Linked DNA regions of Gasterosteus aculeatus: region 2 is linked to region 1. A link is a contact called in public Hi-C data. All regions are on one chromosome and are shown on one strand. Each heading gives the region's core, a stretch centred on a gene start, on an enhancer-like site or on the middle of the called end of the contact. The rest is flanking DNA. Distances are from core to core; before and after follow the strand shown.

The links. Hi-C and Micro-C count contacts between places; a contact is called where the count stands out from the background.
Region 2: a contact with region 1 is called in a Hi-C map of whole body, with 4 times the contacts expected there. The contact joins the enhancer-like site here to the promoter of tmem168a in region 1. A contact is called at or near these places in 2 of 6 Hi-C or Micro-C datasets (skeletal muscle and whole body).

What each region holds. Positions count from the first base shown.
Region 1 is chr4:28,337,363-28,342,000 of fGasAcu3.hap1.1, forward strand. tmem168a (transmembrane protein 168a) reads right to left here and starts at 2,177. Exons shown (of 6, transcript XM_040174092.2): 1 at 1,934-2,177; 2 at 416-1,372; 3 at 1-244. The coding sequence starts at 1,252.
Region 2 is chr4:28,413,721-28,417,948 of fGasAcu3.hap1.1, forward strand. ppp1r3aa (protein phosphatase 1, regulatory subunit 3Aa) reads right to left here. Exons shown (of 4, transcript XM_040173977.2): 4 at 3,034-4,228. The coding sequence ends at 4,004. Among protein-coding and RNA genes, the nearest start is that of LOC144406266, 7.3 kb to the left of the region's middle. Within about 2 kb of position 1,636, at least 6 of the 9 cell types and tissues checked have open chromatin away from gene starts, as enhancers often do.

The sequences.
Region 1 (4,638 bases), core at 927-3,426:
ACAGCAAAGTAAAGAACACCAGCCGCTCTGAAATGAGGCAGAAGTGGCGGATGCCCCTGGAGGCCATGACTTGATTGAGACTCCGGCTTCTGGACCGCTGAGCCTGCCAGGCCTTCTGACACTCGCTCAACTTTGTGTGGAAGCCCCAAATTGTCATCAGCAGAATGGTGTGGCAGATGAACCAGAAAAGGCCAAACAAACAGAAGCCTGGAATCACCAGATACCAGAGCTCCAAGTGGCCGAGCTAAAAGGGAGACAAAAGTGTGAAACACTTCAAACTGACAAATGCAAAAACACAAATCACTCAAATACTAAAGCATGACTGATTAAAAATTGAACAAAATGATTGCGTCCCACGAAAGCTCTACACAATCACATCGTGGAAATATCATTTTTTGCCAAAGTCCGAGTGTACCTTTAAGGCAGCCAGGACGAAGAAGGCGAGCTCAGTCAGACTCAGCGGCAGCAGGGACAGCCTCCTCCAGATCCTCCCGAGGGAGAGCACTGGTACCCAGCGCTCCGTGGGCCCCAGCACACTGAAGTACATGTCCAACACAGGCTCACACAGTAGTCTGCCCAGGTAGCAGCCTAAAGCGTACGGGTTGGCCGTGATGCCCAAGGCCTGGAAGAAAACGAGAGACGTGACCAAGGCGAAACTGACCAGGTTCGGCAAAGCCAGGAGGGATTTCATCCTCAGGTCCACGATGAGAGCCCCCAGGGCCACAACCAAACCTATGATGGCTACCGAGTTGTGGAGAAGCATGGCGGTGCTGGCAATGCCAAATCCCAGGAGCTCGAGTAGCTCAGTTGACGTGAGCAAGGTGGGTTTGTAACGGACGGAGCTGCATATTCGCTCGGTTAGAGCCCACATTGTTTTCATGATCGCGCTGGCCAACAGGAGATAGTTGGCCACCAGTTCCTTGACGTTCAAATTCAAGCTGGAGCTGTTGAGGAAGCAGAGAAGGCCGAGCAAGAAGCCAAACCACAGATGGAACAAGCTGAGGCTGGCTTTCTCCATAGCGAAGTAGTAATGGAGGATGCAGGCAATCCCCAGGACGAAGAGGCCGAGGATGAAGATGACCAGAATCATTGGTTCGCTCGTCACCTCCCAGCGCACGTACATGCCAACGCATACCGCCACAAGGAGGTTGACACTGGACAGGTAACCCAGGCAACGCACGGATGTAAACACGTCCACCTCCTTGGGCTCGTCGACTGCTGACAGCTCCTCTTCGTCTTCCCCCGGAGCCATGGCGGCGTTCAAAAACGCTTAACCAAATACAGCCAATTTCTTCCAGTGACCTTCTGATGACTTGCACGTATTTGCGTATGGAGGACTACGCCCGTTGATGACATTCACCAAGATCAGCCCCTGTGAACCATTCAAAAAGCAGAGTTAGTTGAGTCACTAAATAGCGTGTAATCCAAATGTCGGGCAATCAAACAGATGCACCTTATAGCTACTCACGCCCAGATGAAATGGTGTACATCATTTACATCTTGATCATTTAAGTTTACATATTCTTGACCTCATTAAACGCCTCAACAGGACATACAATGACTGAAAATAAACTACAGTGCGATTTGATGAAATGCATAGTGATTAATATTGTTAACGTTAATTGTTAAGACAACAATAAACAGGACAGATTATCTCGTAAAATGGCTTTTAACGTCTCTCAACCAAAGGAAACAAGGAATGAGGCCCAGCTGAGAGCTTGTGACGATGTGGCACTGCAGCAGGGAGGTTTGCTAACTTTTATAGCTTCCCTGCTTTCTAATCGTTACCTAGTTTACCAACTCGCTGCTTAACGTTTTACTGCCGTTTCTTCGACTGTGAACGAGGGAAAATAGCGACACTCGCTCAAACGTCACAGTAAGTAATGTTAAAAAACGGTTACGTAAATTCTTTATTGTCAAAAACGTTACTTACATGTTTGTTTAGATGACAGCAGCGTAGCTTCCGGGTTGTAAAGTACGGTATCTCGCAAGGATCAAAACACCCGAGGTTCGCATTTCGGGCGGGGGGATTACCGATATACTTTTGAATTTACATCTGTAGTTCACCAATCACTGAAAGCTTAACTTGACATCACAGGCACGGAAAAGGCGTTACCTTTTGCAAACAGGGACGCAGAGAAAAGTCTTATTTCTTTCACTTTCTTTTTTAATATCCTGCTTTGTTTTTTTTTTTACGTGTGAAAAAAACAAGTCCTGGATGGAATGTGGAGAATGTAGGCGAACAGAAATAATGAAATACAAACAGCAATAATCAAAACGGCTTGTTGAAATATTTTACAATAAGGTATCAGAGTTTGTGGAAAATGTGAGAATAAAGTGCCGCTTTTTATTCATTCTGGGGAATCATACTGTGATAACTTGCAGTGCTAATTTGCGTCGTTAAAACTGTGGTAATAGGTTATTTACAGGAAACATTAAATCATTTTGATATTATATAGGCAGGTTCAAGTATTATTAGACCATATCTTCAAACAAGGTTATAGCTACTGTCCATTACCATTGCAGGAAACCAACAGGTGGAACTACATACACAATAATGAGGCGTCAACTAAAGTGTCCTCAGCGTTACAGAATAGCAATACTAGAATCCGAATGTACTGTAGCAATAATCAACAGACAGCATTTGGATGCTTCTTGATGCATGTTCAGAGCTTCTTTTTAAACGCTGTCACTAGCTTGAATTCATTATTATTAAATCTCATGGCAGAAACACACTATTCACCAAAAGAATACATTGCTATTGACTGTGTAGTTCTGACTATTCAAAGCAATGAAAAATCTATGCAACTTGTCGCAACCCAAAAGTCTGTATCATCGGCTTTGTAGACCAAGATAAACCCATTGGCCTCTAGGATAAGAAGCCCATTTCCTGCATTACTGAGGAGAAGCCAGTTAAAAGGTTTATTTAGGATTTTCTACTGATTCAATGGGATTATTTGTAACGATCAGGAGACCATCAAGGAGCAGACTTACTCAGTACCCTGAGGGGTACACTAAAGCAACCCATGGCATCCATCTGTGTGCCTTTTTATGCTTGTGATGTTTTTAGTGTGTGTGTGTTTGTGTGTCTCTGCTGCTTTGATCAGATGTTGACATAAGGCACAGCTGGGAACACACAGTGGTTTAGCCTCCTCAACTGCTTGTGCACACAGCCCCCTTTTCGATATAGATATATCTACGTCATTGATACCAAAACGTTGACTTTTATTAAAATACAGATCAATAGAGACACATTTGTTTGAATTGACTGAATTTTTTCTTTTGAATGAGCTCCGAGCCTGACCATTGATGATTTCAGCCAGAAACATTAACTTAAATCCCTTATGAAGAGTGGATCTTTGCTGGATTATGCTCACAAAACTAAAAGAGTTTATTTCGACAGACAGAAACTCCTTTCTTCACACGTGTGATTTATAACATAAATTATGGCCCTGTTCCATTTCCAACATTACCAGGGCCAGGTAATGTGCTGCTGGCTCAGTGGGGTGACTCTGACACACTAAATGGAATGGCATCCTGATTAGTTTTAGCAGTTAAAGCTGTGTGACGTGTTGAAAATGGCCACCATGAGCAGCTGCTCTCAGTTTATTACTGCTCGTAGAAAATGGTTAAATCTGTTGCCATACTGAATATTTGTGCTGTAATATTGCGCACCAACTGGCCAACAATAGTTTTCTCCAAGGCTTTGTGTTGCAACTACAGAAGCCTTCATGCAGTGTGAAACTCTTTAAAAGAGAGCAAGAGTGGAGCAGATTGATTGAACCTCATCCAATCTCTTTTACAATTACTTTTATAGAGTAGCCTACTGCAGTAATGCCTGTTGGTAACCTGGAAATGTAGTCCATTTGATTCCCAAGACCACAAAAAATACTATTGGTCATGTAAAGAGACTCCAGGAACGTAAAAACATAACATAACTTAAACAACAAAAGACATGAACCACAGTGTGTGTGTGTGTATTTGGAGAGATAAAGTGCAAGTCAGTTGCATCGTATATGTAGAAGAAGGTAGCTGCTATTAGTGCACCAAGAGGTCATTAGAGCCTCTCCTAATTCCTTCCTTCATCCATTTATAAAAAGAACAAGATAAGTAATACACGGAAGAGGGGACCACATTTATTCAATTAGGGCTTTAACATTCATGCATAATCAAGGAATGCAGTTTTTCAATTAATTTGCCAAAACTGTGGGGTGTGTGCAGGCCCGGTATAATGAGCTATTAGAGGAAGGCGACCCTGTCTCCTCCAAAATGACGTTCCTGTGTAACCAAACTACACTCTCAGTTAAGTTCAGTTAAGCAAACATTTTTCTTCCCGGATTATGGTTGTATTTTGTAACCCGATGTGTTATCTTGTAAATGGAAACAAAACCAAGCTCAGCAAAACTACTTTTTTAAACTTCATGGTTTAAAATGAATAGAAAATTGAAACAAAACAAAAACATGCAAGGAAAGGACATAATTAGGGGGTCGACGTGGCGCAGGGGTAGCGAGGGTTCACTGGGAACCACAAGGTTGGTGGTTGAAGTCCCGGCTGCCCCATGTCTCATGCCAAAGTGTCCCTGAGCAAGACACCTAACTCCTAATTGCTCCCCAGGCAAAAAAAATGTTAAATGCCAT
Region 2 (4,228 bases), core at 386-2,885, 76 kb after region 1:
GAAAGCCTGGCTGTCTCAGTAATGCGGGAGCCAGTGGACATCTGGGAATGTGGAGTTACTATGGAGTATAGAGATGGAGGCAGGGGGTAAAGAGAGGAGGGGGCATGGGGAGTTGTTGGCGATTGGAGGGAGGAAGCAGGCAAGTTTGAAGGTTTGAGGGATCGGCAGAGAGGCTGCGAAGGCCCAACGTGGAGATGGGTGAAGAAGAAGTGTCTCCATAGTCTGGGCGGGGGGGGGGTGTGGACGGTGCAGTCTGTCTAGTCTGCAGCCTGTCAGCCAGAGTGGCCCCGTGCCGCCCTCCTCCTCCTGCCTCATTCTGCGCTCTCATCCACTCGCCTCGCGTGTCCTCGTGCACCCTCCTGTCCCCGCCAGTGCACTTCACTGCACACGGATTTCGTCCACAGGGCTTTAAAAAAATAAATACATAATCTCATTGTCATGTGTTTGTCGCTTTCTTGTGTTTGACTATTCGTCATACAAAAAACAATACACCCAAGGTTACTATTATGGCTGTGTGTGATTCCTGTGTTATGACAGTTAGCCGTGATTTTTGTTTGAAAAGTGGAGCTACATTGCTACCTGCTGGAAGAGATGGAGCATTGCAGAAAAGTTTTCATGAAAAAATAAATAAATAACCTGTAATCCTTTGGCGTACACCTATACAAAGCAATAACCTCAGTATCTCAGTATCTTTTTATGCCATTTCTACTATTTTTTTATGCCGTTTCTATTGCAGGTAGCTTTAAGGCTAACATGTTTCCTTCCTTGCTTCCTTTCTTCCTAATGTTTTCTTTGTTATGGAATTAAATTCCCCATATTATCCCAAGACAACTGTTGGGACTAACTTTATTATCTCTCTCTCTTGAGGCATCAAAGAGATATCGGACCACAGGAAGCCTGTGTTGAATACTGATATTGGAATGCTCTCCTGAGAATATCTCTCACATGATGGCGCGACCCTTATTATAGTTTGCCTGCATACGCACGTATACAGAGACACATGCCAACACGATCCTGTGCGCACACGGTAATATGAGAATGAGGGGAGCATCAATGTATGATGATAGGCCCTCGGTATCACAAGGTACGGGTCCACAGTGTTCACAAACCGTGTCGTCCCCTGCCTCCTCAATGACCTCACACAAACGGGTAAAAGCTATTGCAAGAAAGTAGCAAATAAAAAAGCCTTGAGTTGTAGCTTTCATTTTCTTTTAAAAGTATCTTAAAAGAGTGAGTGAAGTGTGAGACAGATGTCCTTTCTTAAAAGAAATCAACAGCTTTCACAGAATGTTCAAGAAAAGGCAAATAAATAAGTCATTTTGAGCTTTTCTTCTTGGTATAGATTCATACATGCGCAGCCTTCTCCCTCTACCTGATTCTGTTCGTACCTGTTTGCATGTGATTTAGTCAATAAGTAGCCTCGCACCCCAGGCTGACCCCAGCTGGTTGACATTCCTTCCTGTTTTCTTTACCTTCTTCCTGTCATTGCTACTTTTTTTTGTCTCCTCTCACGCTGCAGACGCTGGGCCCGGCGTGCACTGCATTCTCCAAGCAGTGCCCTGCAAAGAGCAGCGCGGCCTTCACCGGTGCCAACGCTGGCTCTTGGCCAGCTCGCTAAAAGGTGCCAGCGTGGGATTGGTGCCAGCTTACAAAAGGTCAACATACCCCAGGCGGGATCAAGTAACTTCTGCTGAGGCGCAGTGTCACTCAGAACGCCAATTTACCGCACACGGTGTCACATGGGGAGACTTATCTGCAGGCGTTTGATAAGCAGATAATATGTAGAGTGACACAACAGCACTGAAGCACCTGTGTAAATATAGTACCAGAATGAGAGTTGAGATGAAGTGTGAGGACATTATTAGCTGTGAAGTGCGCGAGAATCTAAAATCCATGTAGCTGAAATTAGCCCAAAACATATTTCGGTTATGTTTTGATTATTTGTTTTCTTGTTGTAGGGTTGTCCGTGGCTACCATTTGGAATGTAGCCATCATCGTGCAGATACTTTGTCAGCGGGGTTTTGCCATCAGTGTATTCAGGTTGGACGCATATGTACATACGGAGTTACACGCACAACTGACAGACACATCAAAACACCCACGGACACATATGGATGCATATGATATAGGAAGGTCAGTTTCGATTATTCTAACAGAGGGATACTAATAACAAAAATTACTTCACAATGAACCGGCGCTGTATGTAACAGTGTGGATGTATATATAAAAAATTGAATTGTCATAAAAAGTGCATATCAAACAGTTCATATCAGTATCATAGTTGAAAGGCCCTGTGTCCCTTAAAACATATTTGGATAATAACTCTATTAATTACAATTATTTTACATTTCCATAAATCCTCAATACAGCGAATTAATTCACTTCTTCCTATTTACACTTGTTGCACTTGCTTGTGGTTATTCTATGTTGCAATACGGACATCATGCTGTCATATAACAGTTCCCATGAAGTGTTATCCAAAGGCCATGCATCTATTTGGAAAGGCATCTGGTAAAAGCAGTGGATGTAAGCCTGAAATTGATCCTATTGTGTTGTTAAGCCCGTTATATAGTGCATTTAGTAAGTCACATGAGCAGGGATGTAATGGACTATGTTAATTTCACTTACACCAGCTCCTGTCAGCAGGCACTGAAATGGAAACGATAAACGGCTCCTTAGAGACGCAGGCGGCGATGGGGGCCTGGTTTTCACCTTAAGGACAGCCTGCTGAAGCTCAAAGAGTAGATTTATCTGATACTCAACGTGTATTTCTACTGAAGCTTAAATGAATCAAAGATCACACATCTGACCTTTTTCTTAATGCTACCGAAGTTCCTTGAAACGAAGAACTGCGAAGTTCCTCCAGTCTGTGATGTGTCACGTCTCAAAGTCAGTGTCTCACTGACCTACTTTATTAGTGATACTGAAGGAGCCTGTGGTCGACAATACTCAGTATGTGAACGACTGCCAACTGGGATCATAGCCTTCTCCAAACACACCACCAGGCAACACATGCTGACCCGAGCATTCATCTGCGTCATGAAGAATTTTATTCCTTGTTTCCAATCTGCAGTGAAGGATTTAGGATTAAGGTTACAGTTTGAATATGGTAATAATGACCTTTGAGCAGAACTATTGAGTTATTTAAAAAAAATGGGTGAATGGAAGAAATCTATAGTTGTGAAAAATGAATGGTATGCAGTATAAATACGAAGTATTGAAGTAAAATGAGTACGCAAGTTTTTTTTAAAAGTTGAAAAAAAGAAAAGGAAATGTTTTTTTTTTCATTTAATGAAGAAAAGCACGGAAAGATAAACATCAAATATCTGATGCCCAACTATTGCAGACACCCTTTGTGTATAATAATCAAACACATACTTACTTATTTCCATTTGGTGCATTGTAAAGTGATATTGTGCCCATAAAACACTGCAAATATACACACATATTATACACACAATTGTGAAAACAAATCAGCATGAAGTACACATTCAACAGAAAGTACATCTATTCATTAATTATTATTATTAAATTAATAATCAAGCTTTAAAAAGAAAAGTTTCCTTGTTGATTGGTTGGGACCACCATCATGGTCACAAGTAATATTCAAAGGGACAAGATGTACATGATAGTAAAAATAATTTCTACTACATCAAATTGTGTTTTTCTAAATCATGTTTTGGATGAACTGGCAATAATCTGTAGACTTGCAACAAGTAACAATCGGTCACGAGCAGGAATTGCTTGGTTTAGTTAAAAAATGCTGGGAACCACTGCACCCAAAGAAACACCCAAACCGAAAAACACACAACCAAACACACATCTAATGCTGTGGGGTATAATTTTGTTTGATTGCATCCATTTCTGTAGCTTCCAATCATTTTCACAATGGCACACCGGCCCGAATAAATAGAATGCATGATGGTGAGTGATGCACTGATGTTGGAAAATTCTACCCGCAGCGGCTTTTTCCGACAGCGCTCCCTCCCTGTAGACTCTCTGCCTATGCCACAATCCCTCTGCTTTTCATCACTCGATGTCGCTTCCACTCATAAAACCACCAGCACGATGAAACCACGTAGAGCGCGAAGAACGCTTGGAAATCGGACAGGAAAACGATGAGGGAGAACCCAGCAACTAAGAGGATGCAGATTAGAAGTCTGGTGACTTGACCGAGGGCGTATAACACGCTCCTCCACGGAACGCCATGGGTCTCTTTTAGCATGTC